Regions from separate parts of the Macaca mulatta genome. Here region 1 is linked to region 2. A link is a contact called in public Hi-C data. All regions are on one chromosome and are shown on one strand. The core of a region is the stretch at or near the end of the contact, and the rest is flanking DNA. Distances in the headings are between cores, read along the strand shown. Region 1 holds the start of WDR77 (WD repeat domain 77). Region 2 holds the start of DDX20 (DEAD-box helicase 20).

What was found. Hi-C and Micro-C count contacts between places; a contact is called where the count stands out from the background.
Region 1: a Hi-C map of liver shows a contact between it and region 2, with 2.9 times the contacts expected there. The contact joins the promoter of WDR77 here to the promoter of DDX20 in region 2. A contact is called at or near these places in 2 of 14 Hi-C or Micro-C datasets (fetal cortex germinal zone and liver).

What each region holds. Positions count from the first base shown.
Region 1 is chr1:128,793,810-128,800,268 of T2T-MMU8v2.0, forward strand. WDR77 (WD repeat domain 77) reads left to right here and starts at 4,950. Exons shown (of 10, transcript NM_001195443.1): 1 at 4,950-5,084; 2 at 5,336-5,521; 3 at 6,448-6,459. The coding sequence starts at 4,970. It overlaps ATP5PB (ATP synthase peripheral stalk-membrane subunit b), which reads right to left and starts at 4,746. Exons shown (of 7, transcript NM_001260679.2): 1 at 4,555-4,746; 2 at 4,263-4,299; 3 at 1-15. The coding sequence starts at 4,594.
Region 2 is chr1:128,483,108-128,490,145 of T2T-MMU8v2.0, forward strand. It overlaps DDX20 (DEAD-box helicase 20), which reads right to left and starts at 1,453. Exons shown (of 11, transcript XM_028830395.2): 1 at 1,131-1,453; 2 at 611-705. The coding sequence starts at 1,431.

The DNA.
Region 1 (6,459 bases), core at 3,700-6,199, 310 kb after region 2:
GTTGCCTGCAATACTCTACAGGTAATTATTGTACAAATGTAAAGCCTATTTCTTTAAGGAGAATACAATGTATGAATAATTAGCAGAAACAATAAATGGGGTTGAGGATTGAGGCAGTTTTCTAACTCTCATAATGGAAAGAGAATGGACTGGGAATAGGAAGGTTAGGGTCCAGTAATCAGCTGTGACAAGAGCAAAGAATTAATTACAGACACTTAACCTTCTACCCAATACTGGAATCCTTTCTATAAGCCTTGCAGATCATCTGTCTAGCACTGTGTATATCTATTATTAGCACTGAAATATGTAAGAATGTGGATGTGGCAGCCAGATAGACTCCTTGAGTTCAAATCCTAGACCTGCCCCTTGACTTTGAGTAAAGAATTTAAAGCTTTTGTAATCTCAGATTTCTCTCAGTAAAATGGAAATAAAAGATAATACCTTCTATGGTTGTTGACAGGATTAACTGAGTTAATATGTGTAAAGTGCATAGAATGATGCCTGGCACATGGAAAAGTGCTATGTAAGTGGTTAGCTATTATATGCCTGGTATGTTGGCTCCTCAACCTTTCTGAATACTCTCTTTGATGGGAGTATCACTACATGTAACAGACTTTTTCAGTACTGGGCAGCTCTAATTATATTCATCTTTGAATTGAGATGCTGCATACATTCTTGGAACCTCAATCCATTCTTAGTTCTAATTTTGCTATGTAAGATAACACACATGTACCTGGGTGAAACATCTGTTCCCTCACAATCCTGATTGCCCATAAAGACTTCTCTGGTTTTGTCTTTTTTTTTAATGAGGTATAACAGAACTGTATACAATACTCTATAGTCTGGCCAATTCATTCATTCTACAAATACTTATTGAGAACTTGCTATTGCCAGTTTGGAAACTATTCTTGTATTAAAGCAGCTTAAGACTACACGTTTAACAGTTACAGCATACTGATGTCTCCTTAGGCTTCTGATGAAATAAAATTTAGTCCCTTTATGTCTGCTGTCAAGTTTAGTCTCCTTCAAGTTTTCAGTATATTTTTGTCCCACTTCCCACCTCCCATTCCTCTACTCTGTCAACCTCTATCTCCTTGTAATGTAAGAATTTACATTATTTCATTTATTTTGGTACAATGCTTATCTTTTGAATATTATTTCTGCCTCCAAATATATTAGCTACCCCACCAGGTTTTGAAATCTGAGAATCACGCTCGAGATTCCTTCATTTACATCAAGGTTTCTCAACTAAACTACTGATGTTTGGACTGGATACTTCTTTGTTGTAAGAGGTTGTTCTGTGCATTGTAGAACGTCTGGCAGTATCTTTGTGGCCTTTACACAACAGATACCAGTAGCCTCCTTCCTCCCCGACCCACCCAATGGTAACACTGAAAAATATCTCCAGACATTGCTAAATGTCACCTGCAGGCAAAGCACCCCAGGCTAAGAACCCCTGATTTAAATCATAGTACTAAAGGGTATGCTTAAGCTGATAAGTCTCCCTAACTAGCTATCTTAGTTCAAGCCCTTATCACCTCTTGCTTAGTTTAACAATCCAAAACCTGATCTCTCTGCTTATTTTATTTTTTTTTTGAGACAGAATCTCGCTCTATCACCCAGGCTGGAGCACAGTGGCGTGATCTCTGCTCACTGCAACCTCCACCTCCCAGGCTCAAGCGATTCTTGTGCCTCAGTCTTCCGAGTAGCTGAGATTACAGGCGTGTGCCACCACGCCCAGCTAATTTTTTTATTTTTGGGACAGATGGGGTTTTGCCATGTTGGCTAAGCTGGTCTCAAACTACTGGCCTCAAGTGATCTGCCGTCTCGGCCTCCCAAAGTGCTGAAATTACAGGTGTGAGACACTATACCTGGCCTCTGCTTCTTATTAAATACCCCAACTTAAACCTAGCCCTCTCACATTACTGCCAATGTTTCTAAAATGAAAATTTGACTTGAAAACTCAACAGGCTCTCTCCTGCCTACTGAAAACTACTTAATATAACATATATAATCTAGTACCTATCATTTTTTTTTTTTTTTTGAGACAAGGTCTCACTCTGTCACCCAGGCTGGAGTGCAGTGGTGCCATCACTGCTCACTCGCAGCCTCCATCTCCTGGGCTGAAGCCATCCTCCCACCTCAACCTTCCCAATAGCTGGGAGTACAGGCGTACACCACAATGCCCAGCTAATTTTTAGAATTTTAAAAAAATTTTGTTGTTTTGTTTTTGTCTATGTTGCCCAGGCTAGTCTCGAACTCCTGGGCTCCAGTGATCCTCCTGCCTTGGCCTCAGGATTATAGGCATGAGCCACCACTGTGCCTGGTCCTGTCAAATTTTATAACCTCATCTTCCTTCATTCTCTTACTCTCCTGGAATTACTTAACAGCTCTCAAAAACAAACGAAGAACCACCACAAAAAAATTGCCCAATGCTGCTCCTTCTGTCTTGTATGCCCTTCATACCATGACTTCATAGCAATGACTACCAAGACCAATCAGCCTCCAGATGTGTAAAGCCCTCCCCCATTTTGGGCTAACATTCATTCTTTTAATCAATAAAACATTTACTGACTTTCTACTAATGCTAGGTACCAGTAACATGGCAATGAACAAAGCTCCAGCCTTCAACATTCTAGTGGGGGTATGGGAAGGGTGAGTGTGTATCTCCATACAAAATTTCAGGCGGCTCTAAGTGCTGTGAAGAAAAACTGAGCAAGGTAAGGGGATAGGGAGCAACAGAATGGGGAAGTTTTTTTGGTAGGGAGCCAGATGACATTTGACCCAATGATCTGAGGAAAAGAGAGAAGAGCAAGTAGAAAGATATTGAGGCACGAATGCGCTTGGTAGTTTTCAGAGGAACACCAAGGGCAGTATGGTTGAAGAATGAGCTAAAAAAAGAACAGAAGGGGATGGTGTCAAGAGATAGGATGGGATCAATTCATGTTGGACCTTCTGGGTTATGCTAAGTTTGGATTTTATTCAAGTGGGATGGGGAGCTCTGGAAGGCTTTGGTGGGAGATTGACATAATCCTCCTGGCTATTATGAGAATGGGCTGTAATAGCACAAGAATAGAGATGCAAGACTAATGAAGAGACTACTAAAATACCTAGGTGAAAGTTTGCGGTGGTTCATACTTTAGTGGTAGTGGAAGCAGCAGTCAGAGTCCAAATTTCTAGAGGAAGAGCCTTGCTGAGGTACTGGACATGAAGTGTGAAAAAAAACCAAGGATATTCCTTGTATCTTGTAAATATAAGTTATTTATTACCTGGTATTACAATTATTTGTTTACAAGTCTGTATGGGGTCCTTTTTCTTCTAAGTTGGAAGCAGTCAATTATAGCCTCACTTCATTGCACACATGAGACTCAATTACAGACAAGACCACTTTTTCAAGTCCAGTTTTTTCAATTTGATAGTTAACATAATTTGCAAGCTTTAGAACTAAATTTGGAAGTAAAAAGAAATCTCTAGGAAAATGAACATGTCTTATGAAACAATTTTAACGCAAACAGCTGCTAAATTTACTAAACACACACCATGTACCAAGAACTGTTTTTGAATTTCACAGAAATTGCCTCTTAATTCTCAAAAGCCACAATGCACTATCATGCGCCATTTTGTAGATGAGGAAATTGAGGTCACACAGCTAGTAAGTGGAGGGGCCAGGGACCCTGTACTGGCTTTGGAGCCCTCACTCTAAACCAATACTCTAAAGGTGCCTCCCATTCCTAGACTGTGAGCTCCATGAGGGCAGGTAATTTGCCATACTCATTCTTGTATCCTTGGTTATGTGTTTAGGCAACATAAATATTTACTGAATCAATGAATGATTTCTCTGATTGTTATTATATGGCAGCAAAAACTAGGTATCTGGGAAACAGACTATAAACAACATGCTTCACTGTTTTATTGAACAAAATTTGTTCTTGGGTATGTAATCTACTCTGATTCAGGCTGTGGAGGCTACATGTCATAAGGTCCCAAGGGAAGGTCACAAAGGAGAGGGGCGGGCATAGAAGACAGCAAAACCAATTTCTAGTTTAGTTAGAATACGTTACATATCCTGTTAAAGTCTTGGTCATCAGTTCATATGACAGCGTTCCTGGCAGTTACAGGAACAAGTGTTTGAAAGAGGGTTTAAGTGTCCCAAAATTATCGGAAAGAGATTTCTGGCCTAAAGCTAAGGGGGTGGGGGCAGGAATCGAGAAATAAAAGATAGTAAAAACAAAGACGAAAGGGACCATTATCCTCACACTTACCCTGGACCCAGGAAGGCTGCATTCTTCAGAGACGGGGCTGCAGACAGACAAGACGAAGGTCAGCAAAGTCAAATGAACTCTAGTTTGTCCCTTCCTCATCCCTGCCAGGCTAGATCACTGAGGCTATGTACCCCTCTTTCCTGTCCCTTAAGTCCCCACGCTCCTCTCTGAGCGGCGCTGATCACTCGCCGCTCAGGCCCGTGTCGCTGCGCCCTTCTCCCCTCCTTGTGACCCCTAGATTCGCTTCTTTCCAATCACTCTGATAGCCCAGAGCAGCGTCTACACCCCTCACCCGCTGTGGCGGCGGCGGAAAGTACCACCCGGGACAGCATGGTCAGCGAAGGTGCAGGTAGCAATCTTAGAGTCCCTGTGACCCCGACAGGAGAATCTGTCAGGGCAGGAGCAAGATGGCCGCTCACAAGTCTCGCGAGATGAAAATTTTGTAGTCTTCCTTCAACTTTCCTCGGGAGATTTTTTTTTTTTTAAATTATCGCGAGACGAGGCAAGTAATGCTGAGAACCTATCGCAGGAGGGCGACAGCCGGAAAGCAGGATGGAGCCGCAGAAGCAATTCTCGCGAGAAGTAGACTTGCCGTAGCCTCGGGAGAGGGGCGGAGGCTCAGAGGCACACCACGTGGGGTTTGCTATCGGAGCTGAGTCTCCGGCCGGCGTCCAATTTGAGTCTAGGTTGGAGTTGGAACCGTGGAGATGCGGAAGGAAACCCCGCCCCCCCTAGTGCCCCCGGCGGCCCGGGAGTGGAATCTTCCCCCTAATGCGCCCGCCTGCATGGAACGACAGTTGGAGGCTGCGCGGTACCGGTCCGGTGAGCCGAGATCCCGGGCCTGGGAGCTCCCTTACCCCGGCCCAGGGCGCCCCTCCCCAGAGACTGACCCTCCCAGCCCATCCCCGCCCTGCATGTTATCCTGACCCGTGGGTCGCGCCGCCGAGCTGTCCCCAGCCCTGCCCCGCGTTCCTGAGCTCAGATCCAGACCCGGCCCGAAAGCTGTTCTGTGCGGTCTTCATGGAGGCGAGCCCTTCCACCCTTCACGTGCTGACAGCTTGTACCCCCCGTAGATGGGGCGCTTCTCCTCGGGGCCTCCAGCCTGAGTGGCCGCTGCTGGGCCGGCTCCCTCTGGCTTTTTAAGGACCCTTGTGCCGCCCCCAACGAAGGCTTCTGCTCCGCTGGAGTCCAAACGGAGGCTGGAGTGGCTGACCTCACTTGGGTTGGAGAGAGAGGTATTCTGGTGGCCTCTGATTCAGGTGAGTCACTTTCCCCTCATCCACCCCTCACCCCCACCCCCAGCCCCGGGTGGAGTGGTAGAATGGAGGCTTGGGGTACGGGTAGGGCTGAGCTCAATATCTAATGTCCTATGTTCAGTGCTTGGAGGAGCCTGAGAGTGTTGGCCCTGAATGCAAACTCTTGTGTAGGTGGGAAATATATTTTCTAAAATTCTAAATTGTCTGTTGAGATTTCCTAGAAAAATCCGTAACAAAATTAAGCAACGGATTGGAACCATTTTTCTTCTGTGTAACCTGCTGCTTAACCCCCGCAGCCCAGACCAAGCATAATCTTGATTTTAAGATGACACTGAAGCCAATCTATGCTACATGTCTCTTTCCATTTCTTACTGCTTTCTTGTCTTCATTCTGCTTTCTTTGTGTTGACTGTAGGCTCAGCGATGCAGGCTTTGGATTTTTTTTTTTTTTTTAATCAGAATTTGGAAGTTGGCTGGCATTGCATGGAAGTTTAAAAGACCCACTTATAGATTTAACCTCTCTGACAATTGAGCTTGAACAGTACATAATCAAGAAAACTTTTGGCGGATTCTCTATACTGAGCCAGTCACTGTGCAAAACGTTCAATTATTCAACATATTTTTAAAGACTCTGCAAGACATTTATTCAACTAGTTCAGCAAATACTTATTAGTGTCCAAATAATTGGGAAGTGTTAACATCACTGGCTTTCTCCACCTCCTTGTCTGGGCTGTCATTAGGAAAACAGTAACACAGAATAAAGTCAAAGGCTCAGAAATTAGCTAAACTCTTCAGTGATGTGGACTTTGCTTTTATAGGAATAACTAACTTACTTTGTTAATTTAGTGACAGTGGCTCTTTGAATCCTAGAAGTGAATTACTACCGTGGTATAATTCAAGCTCATGTTTTCCTTACCCTACCCCCAACAGGTGCTGTTGAAT
Region 2 (7,038 bases), core at 203-2,702:
AAGAACCACCTGCATACCGGGTGTGGTGGCTCATGCCTATAATCCCAGTACTTTGGGAGGCAAATGTGGGAGGACTGCTTGAACCCAGGAGTTCGAGGCCGGTCTGTGCAACACTGAGGAGACCCCATCTCTACAAAAAGTAGCCAGGTGTGGTGGCACACACCTGTCGTCTCAACTACTTAGGAAGATGAGGTGGGAGGATCACTGGAGCCCAGGAGTTCAAGGTTGCAGTGAGCAATGATCCGCCACTGCACTCCAGCCTAGGTGACAGAGCCATACCCTCTCAAAAAACAAAAACAAACCCTGCAGTTATCAGCAATAGCCAGAGCACTACATTACCATGAATCAAGTCAAATGTTAAGTATCACATTAGTCAGTAAGTAAAAGAATCCCTGTCTGTATTACCAAGTAGTGAGAAAACTGACACGTATGGTAGCTTTATTCTATTTAAATAAGGTACGCATAGAAAATTCCAAAGTTCACCACCACCACCACTTAACTCAATCATTCATCAAATTCAATTCCAGCTCTGAGGGGCTACTGGTATTTCATCTGACCTGTGGTAAAGTCCACGTAACACATCCTCCTCTGGTCCTCTGAGCTAACTCACCTGGGTACTTAAGTTTTCAAGAACAAGAGAGTCCAAAGCTATGGTGGAAAACACACAGGTTTTCCCAGTGCCAGATTTAGCTTGAACAATTAAATCTGCGAAGGAAAAAAAAAAAAAAATTATCACTAGCCAGTACTCACGGAAGCAGCTTAGGGGCTCGCATGGAATCAGAGAACTAGAAGGGTCTCTGAGATTCTCCCAGTTGGCACCTTCATTTTTAGTTGATTCTCAAAAACGTAAGAGAAAACGCCTAGTCCCTGACCTTTTACCGTTTATCTTCTCAAACTTAGAACCACCTGTCAGTGCTAAAAAAGGTCTTAACCATCTTCAAGTTCAATAGTGCACCTTAGTTTTACAAATAAGTTAACTGAGCGTACCGCCTAGCCCCAGGCCGGGCCCTGCTCCGGGAGCCGACCGAGGGCTCTCCCCGAGCTGCAGTGCGGGCCTGGCTGCCGCTGCCGCCCCTCAGTCGCCCTTCTCCCGCCCCGACCCCCGAACTCTCCCGGGCCCCCGCTCTCACCGAGCCCGCAGCGCCCCAGCGGGATGGCCTTGAGCTGCACCGGCGAGGGCCTCTCGAAGCCGGCTGCCCGCAGCCCCTCCAGCACCGACCGCGAAAGCAGCAGTGACTCGAAGTCGGCCGGCTCCGCCAACAGCACGTCCCCCGTGCGGGTCCGCGGGCTGCCGAGATCCTGAGCGGTCCGCAGGCTCCTCATAGGCCCAGGTGTTGGCTCTGGGGCCGGGACGTGCACGGCCACATGCTCAGCTGGCATAGCAGTAGCCACTGCCGCTACGGCTCCCAGGGCTTCAAACGCCGCCGCCATGCTAGCCGCACAGTCAGATCTCGCGGTGCTTGAAGAGAAGCGGGGATCCTGGGAGCGAGAAAAGGAAAAACTTTATTGGCAGTTTTCCCACGAAGACACTAACACGCCTGGCTTGGAAGTGGAGGAAAGGGACGGGAGTCGGAGGCTGAGAGACTAGGGAACACTACCCACACACACAAAAAATGTGGCCTGAGGAAAGCAGCATGAGGGAGGAGAGGAAAGATGAGGCAACTGTTAAGTCGCTGCCTGGGGCCTGCAGAGGGCGCCGCGGGCCCGCGGTGGGGGCGCCGCCCCGCCTCTCGGCCCTCTTCTGGGCGGAGCCGCCAAGCCGTGCCCCCGGCGCCACCGCCCTCTCGGCGCTCTTTGTGATGTGCCCGTTGCGTCACGCCCCCGCCCCGTGCTTCCGTTTTCCGTTCCGCCAGCCTGTCCCGTTCCGCGGCCGCCTCTTCCCCAGCGCTACCCGCTCTGCACCCTGAGTCGCTGCTCCTCTGTGCTGGCAGAGTGCGCCCAGAGCGTAGCCGGGCCCAAGGGTTTACTACGTTGACTGGTGTGTCCGTCTGCTGTGCAACCCAATTTATCTCCGGACCTTCAGCCCCTAGCAAGTCCCTGGCGCACAGTGAACTCTGATAAAAGTACGTTGAATTGGAACCTGGAACCGGACTGACATTTCCCAAGTTCATATCTCCGCCTCAGATCTCCCTTTAGACTCTAGACGTGTACATCCATCTGCCTCCATGCATCCACCTCCGCAGCACCTCCCCTCGGATGCCTAATAGACTCTGAAATGTTACATGCCTTCTGTATTGCTCCTTTCCCCATCATTTCATGCGTAGGCGGCTAGGAGTCTCTGCCACTTTTCCTTGCTGTGGACTTCTGCCCAAATATCACCTTTTCAAAGAGCTCTGCCTTTTAAAAGAAGTCTTGAACACCCTAAGACAGCTCTGTCATCCTGTCTGCTCCCTGGTCTTTCCCAGCACTCTCTTGTTTTGTTTTGCTTTATTTTTTCTTTATGATACTTACAACTACCTGAAATTATATGTCTACTGCCTGTCTCCCACACTCTATGAGGACAAGGACCCATTTTGTCTTGTTCTCCTCTGCATCCCTAGTGGGAAAAGCAATCTGACACATAGGAATTGTTCAATATTTATCAAATGATTGAGCTCCTATAACAAACTCTTAGTCATCATGCCAAATTTAAATATTTCTGGACCTCAGCCATATTCATTATTCCAAACTTAGCTGTATGGGGTGGCTCGCACCTGTAATCCCAGCTTCTTGGGAGGCTGAGACGGGAGGATCGCTTGAGGCCAGGAGTTGCCAGCCTGGGCAACATGCAGAGACCCTGTCTCAAATTCTTAAAAAGTAAACAAATTTTTTAAAATACGAAGAATACCAAACTTAAATATATTCTGCAACCAAGCCCAACTTTGTCCATAGATTATAATACTGGTCATTGTCCCTAACCCCTTCACACACACACACACAGTGATGGTCCAGATTCCCTATGATAGAGGAGGGGCTTTGACATGGTAATCCCATTGGAAGGTGGTCCTGACGGTTTATATTGCCTGGAAATTTACAAAACATTGAGAAAATGTCAACTATCCGTTTGAAGGAATGGAGACTGATGGAGGAGATGGCACTAAAGGTCCCAGCCTTCCTCTTAGTGCCCTCACCTCTTTTATCTGCCTAATCCCCAGACCCCAAACTTGGGAATTATTCTTGACTCCTTCCCCACTTTCTAACAATTTACCGAGCACAAGTAATTTTGCCTCCAAATATTTCATCCATTCTTCTTAAGTCTCCATAGCATCTGCCCTATTTTAGGTCCCTGTATCATCCTAATTTGCAAAAACCTCCTGAATGGTCTGCCTGGCCAGAGTTTCTTCTCTATCCCAGCCGTGTACCCCACAGGTGCTGCAGTGATCTTTCTTTCTTTTTTTTTTTTTTTTTTTTTTTTTTTTTGAGACGGAGTCTCGCTCTGTCGCCCAGGCTAGAGTGCAGTGGCCAGATCTCAGCTCATTGCAAGCTCCGCCTCCCAGATTCATGCCATTCTCCTGCCTCAGCCTCCCGATTAGTTGGGACTACAGGTGCCCGCCATCTCGCCCGGCTAGTTTTTTGTATTTTTTAGTAGAGACAGGGTTTCACCGTGTTAGCCAGGATGGTCTCGATCTCCTGACCTCGTGATCCGCCCGCCTCGGCCTCCCAAAGTGCTGGGATTACAGGCTTGAGCCACCGCGCCCGGCCAGTGATCTTTCTTAAGTGGATATCTTAGGCTCTTTGGGTCCAGCACCAGATCCTGCTCCTTTTGACACCCTTTTTTATTCCCCACCCCAGGGTCCCACAGCACACTATCAATAATTCCAGTCTGGCTCTTATGTTTTATTTGCTTGGTTACTTGTATGTGCCTCACACTAAATAAACTATGAGCTTCTCAAGGACAGTAATTTTGTCATCCTAGACCCTCTGGCCCAGCACCAAGCACCTGGTGGACCCAGTAAACATTGAATGGCTGACACCTTGCTCAAAAATCTCTGCTGGATCTCCATGCACATAGCAGTGGTTCTGTCGAACTCACATCAGTCACCACTGAAGAACCACAGGATTATCCCAAGAAAAGCAAAAAGACTGCATTTCCAGAAAACATTTATAGTTTTATAGGCATTCTGTTGCTGCATTTGTTGTTTATGATGTTTTACAGACACAAATATTGCAGTAAATTATTGGGAACCATGGTGAATAACACAAAAATTTTTTTCTCACTAGTCAAAAGTTGTAACAGTGTTGTTGACCATAATTTTTAGTACTATAAAGACAAAACACAAAAGCAAGAGATCATTTAATAACTAGGTAAGGCACAGGATAACACATACAGAAATGGGCTAGATTGTGTCTGTCTCCCAGCCTCCCCCAGATAAATAACAGTGGGATCCCTGTCTCTTCTCTGGCAGAGCAGCACACCTACCTCCTCCAACCAGACCAAACTAGCCCAAATGCTTAATTCTCCATGGCTTGTAACACCTCAATACCTTTGTATTTGCTGTTCCATCTACCTGGAGAGCCTTTCCAGGGAGCTAGAGGAGGAAGAGATTCATATGAACTGAAGAGATGAGAGTGACACTTAGACTCAGAATGGGTGTTAAGATTCAAATGATCTCGTCCAATTATTTTGCAATGGAGGCTTCTGAACCCAGAGGAAAAGAAAACAGTAAAAAGAAGGCATAGTGTAAGGTGGCCCACCCTGGGTGTGAGGATCGGTGGGGGAATGCAGAAAGAAGGGAAGGAAACTTAAGGTTTTAAAGCCACTTTTTCTCATTTGACCCTCAGAGCAACACAAGGTAGGAAATATTATTATTTGCATTCAATCTACAAAACATCTCTAATCATTCAACAAAAATGTTCTGAACACCTATAAATCAGCCAAGTGCTAGAGATACAAAAATAGAACAAAGTAAACAGAGCCTCTGCACTCAGGGAGACAGATGCACACAAACAGGTGGCCTCATTGGCTGTATAAAGTGCAGGGTGCTACTGAAGTCAAGGAGGTAACCAGATGTGGGGACCCAAGAAAGATTTAGCAGTCAAAATTAGGTTTGATTAAAAGTAAGGCCTCAAAATAGGAGGTTACCTCCCCAGGATAGAAGTTCATTTTGCCCTTGTAGAGAATTCTGGAAGCAGGACTGATAGTCCTGGTCCACAAAGATCCCAAGCACCCAGACTTCTGTCTTGGTCCCCAAATAGTTGCTGTAGTTCCAGTCGTCATGTTTGCATTGCAGCCAGCAGGAAGGAAGAAGACTCGAAATAGAAAGTAGAAATGGTAATGGTCATCATGCCAGCAGTCCTTTTAAGAAATGTTCTCAAAAGCTGCCACATTATCTGGCATTTCTTGGAAAGAACTTAGCCATAAAGTTGTACCTTCTTGCAAAAAAAAAACAAAAAATCTGGGAAATGTCATTTTTCCGGACAATCACATGCCCAGCTATACACTGATTTGAGAGGAGGTCCATTACTATAGAGGAAGGGGGAAAGGACATTGGAGGCAACTAACAACCTCTGCCACATCTTCCTAACATTAGTGAGAGCTACGGTAAGATCTGAAAAATGAATCAAAGTTGGCCTTGTGACAGAGGAGGGGAAAATGGAGGTCTGGAGGTGAGGACCACCATAGCACATTCTAAAAGAGCTTAGAATGCAAATGGGACAGTAAGCTTTGATGAGGCAGGAGAATGAAGTGTAGGCCAGGCTAGTGTCTGGACTTTATCCTAAAAGCCTTCTATGTGTCAGATGCCGAAGAAGATGCTGCCCTCAAGTAACTCCTCAGAAGATTACTAATCTGCTCAAAGTCACAGAGCTCATAATTGGGATTGGAACTCAGATCTATTTGACGGCAAAGTCTAGGCCCTTTTTACCCTCTGTCCTAAAAGAGTTGACAGCCCAGCTAGGGAAATGACCAAGCATGAAATATGCAAGTAACACAAGCTGGTGTAAAATCATATGCAGTACTGACATTTTTTCAGGGCCTTAGTTGTTCAAAGTGTGGCTGTCATGTGGGAGAGAGTGAGAACTTCTGAGAAATTGAGGAAAACAGCTTTTGGTATTCAAAGAGCAATAGCTTTCTTCTCTATGTCCTTCTCCTCCACACCCCAAATCAAAGTTGCTTAAAGTATATATGGAAGTATGAGAGAACAACTGCACATACAAGATCATTGTTTACCTAATTCCTGGAGTCTAGCACTTCTGCCAAGGCAGCAGCACCAGGAGACAAAGCTCAAGTCCTGTGAGGCAGTGGGGGCTGATACCCTGAGTTTATCCTGAAGGATGAATAAGGCGTTCTTCAGGCAGTGGGAGTGGAAAGAGAGCTCACCAGGCAGACAAGTCTCAGAAAGATATTCTAGGCACAGAGAACAGTTTGTGTAGAGGCGTGGAAGCATGAAAGCTATAGTCATTTAGGGAAGTTAAGTCTTTTACTGTGAGTGGAGGCAGGTATGGCAGAAATGACCTGGACATAAGGATGCAGAGATATACTGGCCCTATATTAAGGAGCACCTCATTTGCTACCATAAGGAATATAAAATGAGTGTGTTATGCTCTTCCAAAGGTGGGTAGTGTTATTTAGCAGTAAAGAGAAATGCAATTGTAAATGTAACTTGGGGCTTGGATAATGGCAAAGCCGAGCAGTTTGGATCCCAACTTGCAGACCTTGGAGCATCACCTAGGTTTGGGATCTAATATGAGACAAGTAATGGAAAGGCCCACAACACACACTGTTTCTTAGATCTAGCAGTTCCTAGGACTTTAGGTGTTGGTACACTGCTTTCCAAGTGCCAGTGCCATCCCTATGTACATGCTGCTTACCCAGCAAAGCACAACTGAGATTTTGCTTCCTAGTTACTTTGCCTGGCCACGGATACTTTCATTGTTATATTCTTGAGCCATCTGTGTAGTGAACTGGCACCATCTATAAACTTATGTTGTATCAAGTTTATCAAGAAACAACTTCTGCCCTTCTGGATAGAATGTATTATTTCATGACCCTGCCCAATCCTAGCTGGCTACCTCCCAACATGGAAAATATCCGTTTTTTACATGTGTCCCATGGCTTAT